Regions from separate parts of the Oncorhynchus mykiss genome. Here region 1 is linked to region 2. Evidence: chromatin contacts called from public Hi-C data. All regions are on one chromosome and are shown on one strand. The core of a region is the stretch at or near the end of the contact, and the rest is flanking DNA. Distances in the headings are between cores, read along the strand shown. Region 1 holds the start of LOC110491353. Region 2 holds the start of si:dkey-21c1.4 (flocculation protein FLO11).

Region 1 (7,135 bases), core at 3,305-5,804, 130 kb after region 2:
CCGACTTTGTGACCTTAAGATCACTGACGTCATGATTTGACCTTATCCCAGTTGTCTTCAAGAGATCTCTACTGTCTTTGCTGTAACATTATCCAGTGTCCCTGTTTTATTGTATCAGTGCTACATTTTGAGGACATTTGACTAAATAGGTGTTCATATAGGTTGAGAAACACTGGTCGGGTGTTCGGAGTCTCCACTGGCTGAAAAGTGATTGCATTTGTTTTGAAACTGATGGCTTGTGGTTTGTTGACAACTGTAGCATTTTAACTAAACCTAATCCAGTTATGGTTGGAATGGAATGATAAACATATGGAAACCACATGTTTGACTCCATACCATTTATTCAATTCCAGCCATTAATGAGCCCGTCCTTCTACAGCTCCTCCCACCAGGCTCCACTGACTTACATTGCAGGTTAGGAGAATGAGATTAAGGTTAGGAAAAAGGTTAGAGTTAGCTAAAATGCTACAGTTGTTAATAACTGTTATCCCAGACAACTAGATGGAGCAGTACTAGTAGCCACAACCGTACAATCCACCAGTATCATAACACCGGCTGGCCCTATTCTGCCTTCTCAAAAGAAAATTAATTTGAAAAGATGCACCATGTTTCTGAATGATGCTGCCTTGTTGACAATATGACCGGGCGGCACAGATTACTATTCAATTTGAGAAGCTCCTTCCTTATCGCTTTTTCCCGGTCACGGCACAGGCCATCCCGGTTCAGCTTAGTCAAACTCCCTCAGTGAAATAGATCAGATGCTGTGCCATTGATTCTGTCAGAAATAAAGAACATCATGGAGGTTCATTCATAAAATGAAAGCTTTAATACAAGTATTTCAGCAATCCAGGTTTCAATATAAACATACAATCCTTGACAAAGTACTGGCATGATGTGTTCCCTATGTTACAATCATGGAGATTGAGAGAGGGCTATAACTAGTCCACTCATGATATAAATAAACGGGGCTATCAAATACCAGATGAGTAGGTGGAATGAATGGGTTGCCTTAACCCAAAGACCAGAATTAAGACTCATTTCTACATTGTAGGTTTTTCAATATAATCAGTTATCTTTGGATTGACTTGAATTCCACTTGAACAAAGCTGCGTTCTTCACCTCTGTGCTAACTGACAACAAAAAAAAACAAAATGCAATTGATTGAATTTATCAGTAGGCAAGAGCTGCAACATTCAAAAACAAAACTCTAAACCAGAATGCTGTGAGGTCACTGAATGCCTCCCTCTCAGTGTTTGGGGTTCTGTGGGCCAGAGCAGAGTTGCGTCTAAACATCACAACGTTCCACAACGTTACTAAGACAGTTCCGCTCCCAGCTTCCCCATGGGAAAATGTTAAGCAAAGTCTGATTCCCGTGTTAAGCATTGTTTGTTCAACCGTTAAACATCTTCAGATCTGTCCTGTGGCATTGAGGCCGCTGGAGATGGTCTCGTAACCAACAGAGACGAGTGTGAGAACACTGCTCTCCACATCCTCCGGCTGACAATGCTCTTGATCCTGCTGCTGGGTTGTATCCATGGCAACACCAACCGGAGCTCCAGACTCCTGCAGCCGCATCTTCTTCCTGCCTCTGCCCCTCCCTTTGCCCTTCCCTGGCCCTTTCTCTTGACCTTTAACCCCGCCCAGCGACCCGTGCAATTTGTCGTTGCCGTTGTCTCGGGGCTTGCGGTGGCGGCGGCGGATGCGTCTCATTGGAGGGCCGGTGTCGACGGGATCGGTTGCCGCAGCGCCAGACAGGATGCGAATTTGTTTGTCGATCACCATGGTGATCATGTCGAGGGCGGCGTCGAGCATCCCGAGGCCCAAGCCGTGAGTCACGTTGTCGAACGACGCACTGTTGACCGGGTCACGAAAACACTTCCTCATCGCCTCCAGGTGGCTCCTATCGCAGAATAAAGGTGTGTTAGGGTCGGTCTCACTGTACAGAAAACGTATAGATCATAGTTAACTCGTGATTACACCGTGCTGTAACCACACTAACCTGGTTTCTATGACCTTGGACCAGTGTTGGACAGTGTTGGTCTCTGGAATAAGCTGCTTGGCCATGTTGCCAAAGTCTATGTAGTCATGGGCAAAGTCCTTCATGTCGTTACACAGGGCTTTGGTGTCACCTGGAAAACACAACAATCTATAAAGCACAAGAGATGCTCACACACACACACACACACACACACACACACACACACACATCGCTTACCCTCTGTGAGCTTGGAAAAGGAAGAAGACACAGAAGTAGTAGTACCAGGAGTAAGACCCAGTATATTTAGAGACTCCTGCAGGGTTTTCTTGCTGGCCGGGCCACGGCTGACCCTGGTGTAGGCTGCTAGTGAACGCAGAGACATCTTCTCTGGAGCCTCCAGACGACGCTTGATCTCGTCATAGGGTATCAGGTACTTGCCTAGGACCAGAGGAACAACAGACAAATTGTGTTGAGTTTTCTACTTATTCCATACTACAGCAGGTGAGGCCAACCTTCTACCTGGAGAGCTACTGGGTGTGCAGGGTTTTGCACCAGCACTGTTCTAACAACTGATTCAGTTAATTATGGTCCTGAGAATGCCTTAGACCGCTGTGCCACTCGGGAGCCCAAGAACATCCTGCAGAAAGAGAGGTCTCCAGTAGGAGGGGCCACACCTGGCCTGATTCCCTCCGTCTCTAGCTGTGGTACTTACGGGCCTTGGAACTCTTCATGTTGGGGTCCAAGAGAGACGACACCTCTGCAAACGGAACATGGGGTACGTGGTTGTGGTTCGGAGCGGCAACCTGGGTCTGGGACATGTCCTCTGCTGGGATCTGAATCTGGGCTTGCATCTGGTTCACATCCCCCATTCGCTGCTGGCCCTGACCCTGTCCATCCCCCAGCACCATGGAGGGGAGATTGGATAACCCTTGTAACCCCGTCAGCCCCTCAACCATCATCTGCTGCGACCCCCCCTGTCCGACAGAGTTGGTCTGTTCTGAGGAGACTTGGAAGATGCCCATGACAGGTTTAACCACTCTGAACACCATGTTGCCCTGGGAGTCCACCCCCGCCAGGCTCTGATTTGATTCCATCTGCTCTGATGTCACTTCCTCTTCAATTCCTGGGTGACTGTTTTGGAGTGTGGAAGAGTTTCTCCTGAACCTTTCTATATTTGTTTGCAATGTCCGGGGTAGGATGAGAATGAGCTTTCACACTGCTCTAAGGTCAGTTATGGGTAAAGTCTGTAGGACAGAAAAAAACAGACATCAAACTTTAGTCTACAGAGTAATAGTCATCATTAATAAGCCATTACAATAATACAAATGTCCTAATTAGATTCCCCAAGTACCTCACATCCAGACTAGGGTTGTTGTTCTTATGAATCTCTTATCTCATCGAGTCGCTATGCAGTCGATGCTTCAAAAATGTGAATTCTTAAACCCTTACGTTAGCCCGCCATTTTTTGTTTGCTGAAATCCGTACCTTTTAATAAAACGTTAATAAAATACAACGACCGACTGTTTCCTTGTTGATTTTCAATTTGCGAGTTGTCCTCTTAGAGGAACAGCAATGAGAAAACAGTCGGTGGTTGTTTTTGAATAACGTTTTATTAAAAAGTATGGACTTCAGCAAACAAAGGCACGCAGATGAGAAACATAGGTACATAACAAGGGTTTGAGAATTTTCACTTTCGAAGTATCGACTGTATCGCGAGTCGGAGGTTCGTTTCTAAAACTCTAGTCTGTGCCCAACTCGTGAATCATCATGGAGTTGAGGTACTCGACTACCAATTAAATAAATAATTCCCACCAGTCGCAGATATTTATCCTCTTTCCCACCCTCTCCAATTCAGCAATGTATATTACTTATATTTAAGATTATATTCTGGTAAATAATGAATGTCTATAACATTTGTATGACATATTGTGGGCTCGTAATAAGAACGCTTTGTCGTCATGCAAAAAACAACATTAGGAGTTTTGACGTCACATTTTAACTCGCCCTCTGTTGGTCACCCACGCGCACACCGGAGGCGCTCCGGGCCGGACGTCGCTAGCAAGCTAGGTATCTTCTATTTGGCAAGGACACCTGCTTCCTATGTAAATCCAACACAGTGCATTCATTAAAAGCATGTAGCTAGCTACTCAGATGATAGATTGGGACCAAAAAGTTTGTTATAAGTACACAGTAACTGCTACCGTTGCAAGTTACCCGAACCACAGTCGCAATTCTGTTTGGTGAAAAGTAAACCGTTAATATTCGCTATTTTCGTCTAAACCTAAACATGGCTGGCTAGGCCTCAAAGGGGGAAGGTAGCGCCTTTGATAAGGCCCAATCGAAATTATGATACAACACATTCAGAACAGGTTGCACAACATTTTCGCGCTAACCTTCACTGCAGTGCAACTAGTGAGGGTTTTCCGACTCACCACTTTGCTGTTTGCGTTTTCCTAACGGCCAGCTGATCCTAGAACGGTGCGTGTGGAGACAGGAGACATTTTCCTTCTTCTCCAGATCTGCTTCGGCGGGTTGCAAATCAGCTCTAGATCTTATTCTTCTTCTTTGATGAAGTTTAACGGAGGTTGGCATCCAATAAATGTTGCATTACCGCCACCTACTAGACTGGAGAATAACTCCCCTATACGTTGCTTGAAAAATACATTAATATGCAAATACCCTACCATCTAACAAAGACTCAAAAAAATATATATATATACAGTACCAGTCAAAAGTTTGGACACACCTACTCATTCAAGGGATTTTCTTTATTTTTACTATTTTCTACATTGCAGAATAATAGTGAAGACATCAAAACTAAGAAATAACACATATGGCTCCATTACTGTCATCAAGGCAAAGGATGGCTACTTTGACGAATCTCAAATATAAAATCTATTTTTATTTGATTAACAATGTTTTGGTTACTACATGATTCCACGTGTGTTATTTCATTGTGTTGATGTCTTCACTATTATTCAACAATGTAGAAAATATAAAAAATTAAAGAAAAACTCTTGAATGAGATGTGTGTCCAAACTTTTGACTGGTACTGTATATTATTGGGATTTTAATCCATAACTTTAATCCATAGTCCTTCGAAAGAAGTATTGTTCACATATTTTTTTTAAACATTTGTATCTAAAAGCATAATATATATAATTCATATTTTGGCATATATATGACATTTTGGCAATACCCAGGCCTCCACAGTATTTCATCTGTAGGTGCTACAAAGCAGATATTGGTCTAATAAATATATCTGTAATATGAGTAGCATTTTTATTTCAATAACAATTTTCTTACATTAATTAATGATATATGTCAACAACCCTTCCTCCAAATTTCCAGTCTATGAATTACATTTCCTGAAAATCCCCCAAATCATGTTATTTTTGTTGTTGTTGTCCTGGTTTCGTGTGGACTCACCCCATTTCCTGTTGTGACGACCTGGGCTCATAGTACAGGGGTAGTGTGTTGCCCCATAATGCTACAGAACTTCCGGTTCAGTCAGAGGTTATGTATGACATTGACCTTAAAATAGGTGTGGCCACACTTTAATCTCCACTCACTCAAGCTTACACACACACACACACACACACACACACACACACACACACACACACACACACACACACTTCTTTTCATCACTGACTCCATATGGAGGGGGCGGAGATGCCGGTGGAAGAGAGAGTTCCTGTAAACATCTCCTGACAGACACACTCTGCGGTGGATGATATCGCTGAACACCATCCGTGCCGGCGGCAGGAGATGATAAACGATCTGTCGCTACACAGTGCTGCTGAAGACAAACACCCCCGCCTCGCTCTCTGTTTTCCTGTCTGTCTGTCTGTCTGTCTGTCTGTCTGTCTGTCTGTCTGTCTGTCTGTCTGTCTGTCTGTCCCTGTACCGCCTAACTCTCTGTTCATCTCTGTACCTGTCTGTTTTCCTGTCTGACTCTCTATCTGTCTGTCTGTCTGTCCCTGTACCGCCTAACTCTCTGTTCATCTCTGTACCTGTCTGTTTTCCTGTCTGACTCTCTATCTGTCTGTCTATCTGTCCCTGTACCCCCCCGCTCTCTTTCTCCCTCTCTCTAGCAGTACAGCATATTCACACATCCTTACAACCCACACAGGGAGGGTTAGTACTGTGTCTGTCTGGTTGCCTCAGAGGGAAGGGTGTTGAAAAGGAGAGACTCTGAGTTTTACTGATCCGTTACCATACCAACTGTCTTAGCTGTGGGAGCTGGCTCTTTTTAATGGGACGGTTTGGGGATGAGGAGCGGGGGGAGGGGGTGGGGTAATGGGATTGGAACCTAAGCCTCTGGGTAGGATTGTGGAACACACACACACACACACACACTCTACAACGACATCATGAAACCTCATGAAAGCTTCAGATGTGCGTGTGCTGTCATCACTCAGCCTGTGTTAAGTGAAGTTAAATCTTCAAAGCTCCACCTATTTTGACCCAGTGAAGATTTCCATCAGTAGCCTACTCATGGCCTGATTCCACATGTCTAACTCTAATGCTGCAGTCTAATTCTAAATTCTAATTCTAATGTATTCTATACGTGATCATCCCTGGTCACATCCTCCCCTGTCGAACAGTATGAGTGCTATTGTAGCTCCTCAAATTAGCAATAGGAACTGGAGAGAGCTCTGTCAACCACTCAGACATGTAGTAACCCTTGTGTTGCCATGACAACTGCACATTTGTAAAATCAGCACTGTACCATGTGACTCTTGTGTAGTAGGCGAGGTACAAGATGGGTATGGAACAACAGCAACAAAGAAACAGGGACAGGTTGTGTGTGTGAGTGTGCCCTGTTTTGCTGAGTAGCAACAAGGTTATAGGTAGGTGTGATTCAGCCCGATTCCAATCCCCTCACTAGCCTCCATCATAAGGAGAGTAAACAAGAGCCAAAGGAAGGGTGCAAATTATCTGATTTGAACCATGCTCCTTCTTTGGCTGGAGGAGGTGAAGGAAAGGAGACAAGGAGAGTTGGATGAGAGAGAGAGATAAGATAATCATCTACACATTGACTGGCTGGAGGAGGTGAAGGAAATGAGACAAGGAGTGTTGGATGAGAGATAAGATAATCATCTACACATTGACTGGCTGGAGGAGGTGAAGGAAAGGAGACAAAGAGAGTTG
Region 2 (7,083 bases), core at 1,797-4,296:
GCGTAGCAGTTCGACACATACAACACAGAGTTACACATGGAATAAAGAAACCAAGTCAATAATACAGCAGAAAAAGTCTATATACAGTGTGTGCACTTGAGGTAAGATAAGGGAGGAAAGGCAATAAATAGGCCGTGGTGGCAAAGTAATAATAATATAGCAATTAAACACTGGAGTGATAGATGTGCAGAAGATGAATGTGCAAGTAGAGACACGGGTGCAAAGGAGCAAGATAAATACAGTATGGGGATGAGGTAGTTGGATGGGCTATTTACAGAAGGGCTATGTACAGGTGCAGTGATCTGTGAGCGGCTCTGACAGCTGGTGCTTAAAGCTAGTGAGGGAGATATGAGTCTCCAGCTTCAGTGATTTTTGCAGTTCGTTCCAGTCATTGGCAGCAGAGAACTGGAAGGAAAGGCGGCCAAAGGAAGAATTGGCTTTGGGGGTGACCAGTGAGATATACCTACTGGAGTGCGTGCTACAGGTGGGTGCTGCTATGGTGACCAGTGAGCTGAGGTTAGGCGGGGCTTTACCAAGCAAAGACTTGTAGATGAAATGGAGCCAGTGGGTTTGGTGGCGAGTATGAATCGAGGGCTAGCTAACAAGAGCGTACAGGTCGCAGTGGTGGGTAGTATATGGGGCTTTGGTGACAAAACAGATGGCACTGTGATAGACTGCTTCCAATTTGTTGAGTAGAGTGTTGGAGGCTATTTTGTAAATGACATCGCCAAAGTCGAGGATCAGTAGGATGGTCAGTTTTAGGAGGGTATGTTTGGTAGCATGAGTGAAGGATGATTTGTTGCGAAATAGAAGCCGATTCTAGATTTAATTTTGGATTGGAGATGCTTAACCAGACACCTAGGTATTTGTAGTTGTCCACATATTCTAAGTCAGAACCGTCCAGAGTAGTGATGCTGGACAGGCGGGCAGGTGCGGGCAGCGATCGGTTGAATAGCATGCATTTAGTTTTACTTGTATTTAAGAGCAGTTGGAGGCCACGGAAGGAGAGTTGTATGGCATTGAAACTCGTCTGGAGGTTAGTTAACACAGTGTCCAAAGAAGGGCCAGAGGTATACAGAATGGTGTCGTCTGCGTAGAGGTGGATCAGAGAATCACCAGCAGCAAAAGCGACATCATTGATGTATACAGAGAAGAGAGTCCGCCCGAGAATTGAACCCTGTGGCACCCCCATAGAGACTGCTAGAGGTCCGGACAACAGGCCCTCCGATTTGACATACTGAACTCTATCAGAGAAGTAGTTGGTGAACCAGGCGAGGCACTCATTTGAGAAAACAAGGCTATTGAGTCTGCCGATAAGAATGTGGTGATTGACAGGTCGATGAATACGGCTGCACAGTAATCTCTCTTATCGATGGCGGTTATGATATCGTTTAGGACCTTGAGCGTGGCTGAGGTGCACCAATGACCAGCTCCGAAACCAGATTGCATAGCGGAGAAGGTCCGGGGTGATTCGAAATGGTCCATAATCTGTTTGTTAACTTGGCTTTCGAAGACCTTAGATAGGCAGGGTAGGATAGATATAGATCTATAGCAGTTTGGGTCTAGAGTGTCTCCCCCTTTGAAGAAGGGGATGACCTCGGCAGCTTTCCAATCTATGGGAATCTCAGACGATACAAAAGAGAGGTAGAACATGCTCGTAGTAGGGGTTGCAACAATTTCTGCAGATAATTTTAGAAAGAGAGGGTCCAGATTGTCTAGCCCGGCTGATTTGTAGGGGTCCAGATTTTGCAGCTCTTTCAGAACATCAGCCATCTGGATTTGGGTGAAGGAGAAATGGGGGAGGCTTGGGCGAGTTGCTGTGAGGGGTGCCGAATAAACTGTATTCTTTCACGACGAGTTGTTGTGGGAGAACCATACAATGTCATCACGTGACTCCAAATTTACTTCGATATGATGGTTATATTAATATTTGCGCATAAAAGCGTTCACACCGAGATTTCTACAATTCTCGCATAATTAATTTTACCGACACAAAAAGATCCCACCTTGTCTAACGTATTTTCTTTACTCGATATATTGAACGTTTACCGACAAAATCTTTTGTTTCCATCAGGCCTGTTATGACATGTTATATCCTACGTACTTTACTCGCATTTAACAGGTAATAATCCTTGGTTCCAGTCTCTCTGTTCAGGCTGGAGCTGTAGCAAAGATGTTTATAAGTAACCCAAGATAGACTACAGCCTCTCGTTTTCAATGGGAACAATGAGTCAGAGTTGGCAGAACAAGCAAGGACGTGGGCAGAGCAAAGCGTTATTTGCATATTTTCGTTAGGGAACGCTTACTCTGTATTTCGCATGTGAATATTTATTTTATTTTTAACCTTTATTTAACTGGGCAAGTCAGTTAAGAACAAATAATTATTTACAATGACGGTCTACCCCGGCCAAACCCTAAACCAGACAGCGCTGGGCCAATTGTTCGCCGCACTATGGGACTCCCAATCACGGCCAGTTGTGATACATCCTGGAATCGAACCAGGGTCTGTAGTGATGCCTCTAGCACTGAGATGCAGTGCCTTAGACCGCTGCCCACTCGGGAGCCCCTAACTCAATTCTCCCTTGCACTCATTCTAAAACAACGCAATTTTTGGAAGCTTTGCCAAAGTGTAAAGTCTACAAAAATGTGATGCTAGTGTTTCGAAAAGAAAACTGTATTGAGACCAAATGTTTCATAGATGAGAACATTTGCAGAATGTCCCTCAAAATCCATATCGTTTTTTTTTCTTCAGGCCAAATCAAACGAAACGTGAACGAGCATTGCTTCGCATACACGCGAGAAAAGTGGACTTGCTTTCTAATTTCAAGCGCCTGTTTTCTGTCATTCACTACCGTGCATAATCATTCCAGCGAGTACACGCTCTTTCGCGTTTCATTTGATTTGGCCTTCCCACTTCCGTCCACTGGGCTTCCGCTTACCACCATATTTGGTAGGGAGTGTAAACTCCAAGCGGATGTTTCACATTTATACATCCGGTGAAATTTCTGTCTCATTGTTCTATCTGTGGGTGTAGCTTCCACTAGGGGTCAGCAAAGATCTATTTTCAACTACCACGCACACGTTCTCTAGACTACGAGATACATTGTTTCGTTTTTACCGTTACAAATCTAACCAATTGCTGTATCGGTAATGAGTGCAATAACAGTTCGATTAGAGAAAGTACTATCAGACATTTTTAAAGCTTTATTTGTGCTGAAAATATTTTCGATGTGGAATTATCTAGCTCATTTCCTCAGGCGTTTACTTGTGCTACCCAAGGGGTCTTTTCCAAAAGTATTTAGCAGACCAAAATGTTATGGTTGAAACAACGTGTGCACCAAATGTTCCACGCGTACAGTAAAATGACACAAGTTTACATTTCGTCAAGAAGAAGATGATAAGCATTAGAAGATGTTGAAGTGCCGCTGGTTTCGTTCTAGCAACCAACAAACGGCAAGTAAAATTGATTCTACCGCTCAAGACTCGTCATGCGGGTTATGTAAGCCAACATGGCATTTCCCATTGTCAGGAGCACGACTCTGGCTATGCAGACTATAAAAGCCTAATAATGGTCGTCAAACTCATTAACCCATTTGATTGCGAGAAAAGTAATGCATGTATTACATATTCATGTATAGATTATGTAGAGTTTTTCTCTTAAGATATTAAAGCTAGAAAGTTATGGGTTGTAAGAGACAACATTCTGGAAAATAATTTCATCATTTGTGTCAAACTCTGTCAGACCATAATAACAACATCATATTTACATCATCTATAATCCTGTCTCTTTTCCAGCAGTGATGTCGTCCTCCAGTGAAACATGCCCGTTCTGTGGGAAAAACTTCAAGAGACTGAACAGCCACCTTCCCAGATGCAAGATGGCTCCGGTCACCACAACCACACAAAGGTCGCAGACCCCCCCTGGCCCAGCTGACCTCATCACAGACAAGAACAGCAAGAAGACATCTTTATCATCGTCTTCTTCATCACCATCAACAACTTCTACTAAGAGTAAGAAGGCATCATCTTCATCTCCATCACCAGCGTTATCACCATTGGCAACTACAACCAAGAGTAAGAAATCATCATCATTGACAACTACTAAAAACAATAAGAAGACACCATCACCTTCCTCCTCCTCATCGTCATCGTCATCAACAACAACTTCAAAGAAACGGCAGAAGCTCCTTGATGAGACTTTCATTCTCTCCAAGGACAGTCTGGCAAAAGATCCAGCCAATATCCACACAAAACCCAAAGCGATAGCCAAACTCAAAGCAGTCCCTGCCACAGCCCCAGTCCCTGCCACAGCCCCAGTCCCTGCCACAGCCCCAGTCCCTGCCACAGCCCCAGTCCCTGCCACAGCCCCAGTGAGCACTAAAGCCAAAGCTGCCTCTAAGAAGAAGGTTTCACTGCGGGAGCAGATTGAACTATCCGCTCAGACAGCCAGAGCTGCTGCCACACTATCCCAGGAGCCTTTACCAGGGGCACAGAGTGAAGCAAGACCCTTCTGGAAGGAGGAGGTGGGGAGCAGTAGGGAGGAGGTGGGAGGAGAAGAGAAGCTGCAGGGGTCAGGCAGTGGTCAGCCCAGACCCAGCATCCAGGACCACACCACCGTCAAACCTGACCGTCTGTACAGCAAGACAATCGCACTGGACCATAACCCAACCATAACCTCTGACCTCAATAAAGACCGTCTACGCAGCAAGACAAGCAACAGGGGACAACTCATGGTCAACCACGTTTCAACAGTACTGGACCGTGTTCAGACCACAACCGCTGATCGTAACAAAGACTATCTGTATAACAAGACCAGAAGACTGCTCACGGTTGAACTCGGTCAAACCTCCGTGAGGACAGAGTCAGCAACAGCCAATCAGAGCGTGACAAGGGAGAAAGCGCCATTCGACACCATGAAGTATGGCACTGAGCAGAGGATCATGGGTCTGTAGTGTTTCTCTGGTCTTACTGTATTATGGCTGCCTAATCCATTGACATCTCTACTGCCTGTAGATGAGACCAGCACTAACTAACTGGTTAACCATTGACATCCCTACTCCCTGTAGATGAGACCAGCACTAACTAACTGGTTAACCATTGACATCCCTACTCCCTGTAGATGAGACCAGCACTGATTGACTGGCATGTTGTGTTGTAGGTAAACTGTCTCTAGGGGAGGTGAGGCTGAAGGAACTACCTTGCTGGATCGCTACCAGAGCTCCCCGCAACCCCAGAAATGGAGTACAGGCCCTGATCAGCGGTAGAAGACACCCTACACCAGAGATCATCAACTAGATTCAGCTATAGGACGATTGTTTTTCATTGAGCGGATGGTCAGGGGGCTGGAACATAGTCACAAATCATTAGTAGACTACAAATTGACCGCAAGAAGTCCAAACAGATATTTGACAAAAACATAATAATTTTAATCCTAGCTTACATTTGTTTATGATCACATACACTGAGTATACAAAACATTAAGAAGTTACCGGCTACTAAGTTGCTTTGAAAGTAGTGGAAACAACTTTTAATGTACACTGAGTGTACAAAGCATTAGGAACACCTGCTCCTTCCATGACATAGACTGACCAGATGAATCCAGGTGATATTGATGTCACTTATTACATCCACTTCAATCAGTGTAGATGAAGGGGAGGAGACGGGTTAAAGATGGATGTTTAAGCCTTGAGACAATTGAGACATGGATTGTGTGTGTGTGCCGTTGAGGGTGAATGGGCAAGGCCAGATTTAAGCGCCTTTGAACGGGGTATGGTGGTAGGTTTTTATCTTTTTAGATGTTTGTTTTTTTATCAGAAAACTTGGGGTTGCCAAATAAAACGCCAGTAGGGGAACCCAGCCCGACAAACATACACACACATACACATTCACACACAGTGAATCTATTTGGTTATCCCATGATATCTCTTTTAGGTCCATCTACCATCTCTCTCTTTCTTTCTCTAGGATGGCAGTGGTACTACAGGAGGTATATAGATGTGAGGAAAGGTGGAGTGGGAGGAGTGGCCATGCTGCTAGCAGGATACTGCGTCCTGGGCTACACCTGGCACTACCCACACATCAGTAAGTGTGTGACTTCAATCTTTCTTCAAAAAATTGACTGACTTTCTTTATATGTTTACTGACTTGTGTGTTTTCCCTCATTAGAGCATGACCGCTGGAGGAAGTACCACTGAGCCCTGCTGAGCGCCAGCGGTAGGGGTCAAACATAGGGGAAACCTCTCACTCTGGAAGCGCGCCCCTAGTGGTGTGGTGGAGAAACATTTTCCAACAGGAGACATATTTGACGAGCTGCAGCAATGGCGAAAACGCTTTGGCTTCATACACATATTCTTCTGTGTGAAAGGAGATGAAATGTATACAGAAGCAACACTGAGGTGCCCAGGGAAATGGTCTCATTTCAGTTTGAAGTTTAATTTCTTGTAAACCTTGTGTACAACTCTTTAAGTATTTATGTCGCATTTGCTGTTGTTTTGTTAACTGTTTATGAAAGAGAAGGATATCTCAATGTTACAGCACGTCTGCTTCTAGGACAAGTTAAAAATGAATTGTGTTCTCTCTAAACTAGTAAGAACAGCATCAAAGCTAATTCAGCACTCCTAAAGGACTCCCAGCCAATCCAGCAAGTGTCACTGTTGGACTGTTTTTGTTTAAACTGACAATGTACTGTGTGTAGCATGCCCTCCCAATCAATGCCTCAAATGATTGAATGTAGACAAACTGGCCCAAGTATAGTAATACTATAATAACAAGTATTACAGTGTGTGTGCTTGCAGTATTTAACTGACTGTGAAGGTTTTACCAATACTACATGTTTGAGAAAGGTCAAGTTTCAAATGAATCAGGCTATGCCCATTTATGATTGTATTCAAAATGAATTTATTGTTGACTTTTCTCTTTCTGTTGTAGTGAACACAAACTAAAAATGAACAACACAGTATTTGTAACAATTTCACTTGGAACACTTCATAGCCAACAGAATACAAAAAAAAAACTGTTTTTACATTCTTCTTCTTTACAAAAAAGTATAAATATTGTTTCATTTTTATATATAGATATATATAA

What was found. Hi-C and Micro-C count contacts between places; a contact is called where the count stands out from the background.
Region 1: a contact with region 2 is called in a Hi-C map of liver, with 4 times the contacts expected there. The contact joins the promoter of LOC110491353 here to the promoter of si:dkey-21c1.4 in region 2. A contact is called at or near these places in 2 of 3 Hi-C or Micro-C datasets (blood and liver).

Annotation. Positions count from the first base shown.
Region 1 is chr16:11,839,963-11,847,097 of USDA_OmykA_1.1, forward strand. It overlaps LOC110491353, which reads right to left and starts at 4,555. Exons shown (of 5, transcript XM_021564732.2): 1 at 4,411-4,555; 2 at 2,691-3,222; 3 at 2,216-2,416; 4 at 2,000-2,129; 5 at 804-1,900. The coding sequence starts at 3,072. The coding sequence ends at 1,408.
Region 2 is chr16:11,710,675-11,717,757 of USDA_OmykA_1.1, forward strand. si:dkey-21c1.4 (flocculation protein FLO11) reads left to right here and starts at 3,047. Exons shown (of 5, transcript XM_021564724.2): 1 at 3,047-3,453; 2 at 3,799-4,944; 3 at 5,159-5,260; 4 at 5,965-6,081; 5 at 6,166-7,001. The coding sequence starts at 3,801. The coding sequence ends at 6,194. It overlaps LOC110491344 (BRD4-interacting chromatin-remodeling complex-associated protein-like), which reads right to left. Exons shown (of 12, transcript XM_021564720.2): 12 at 6,874-7,083.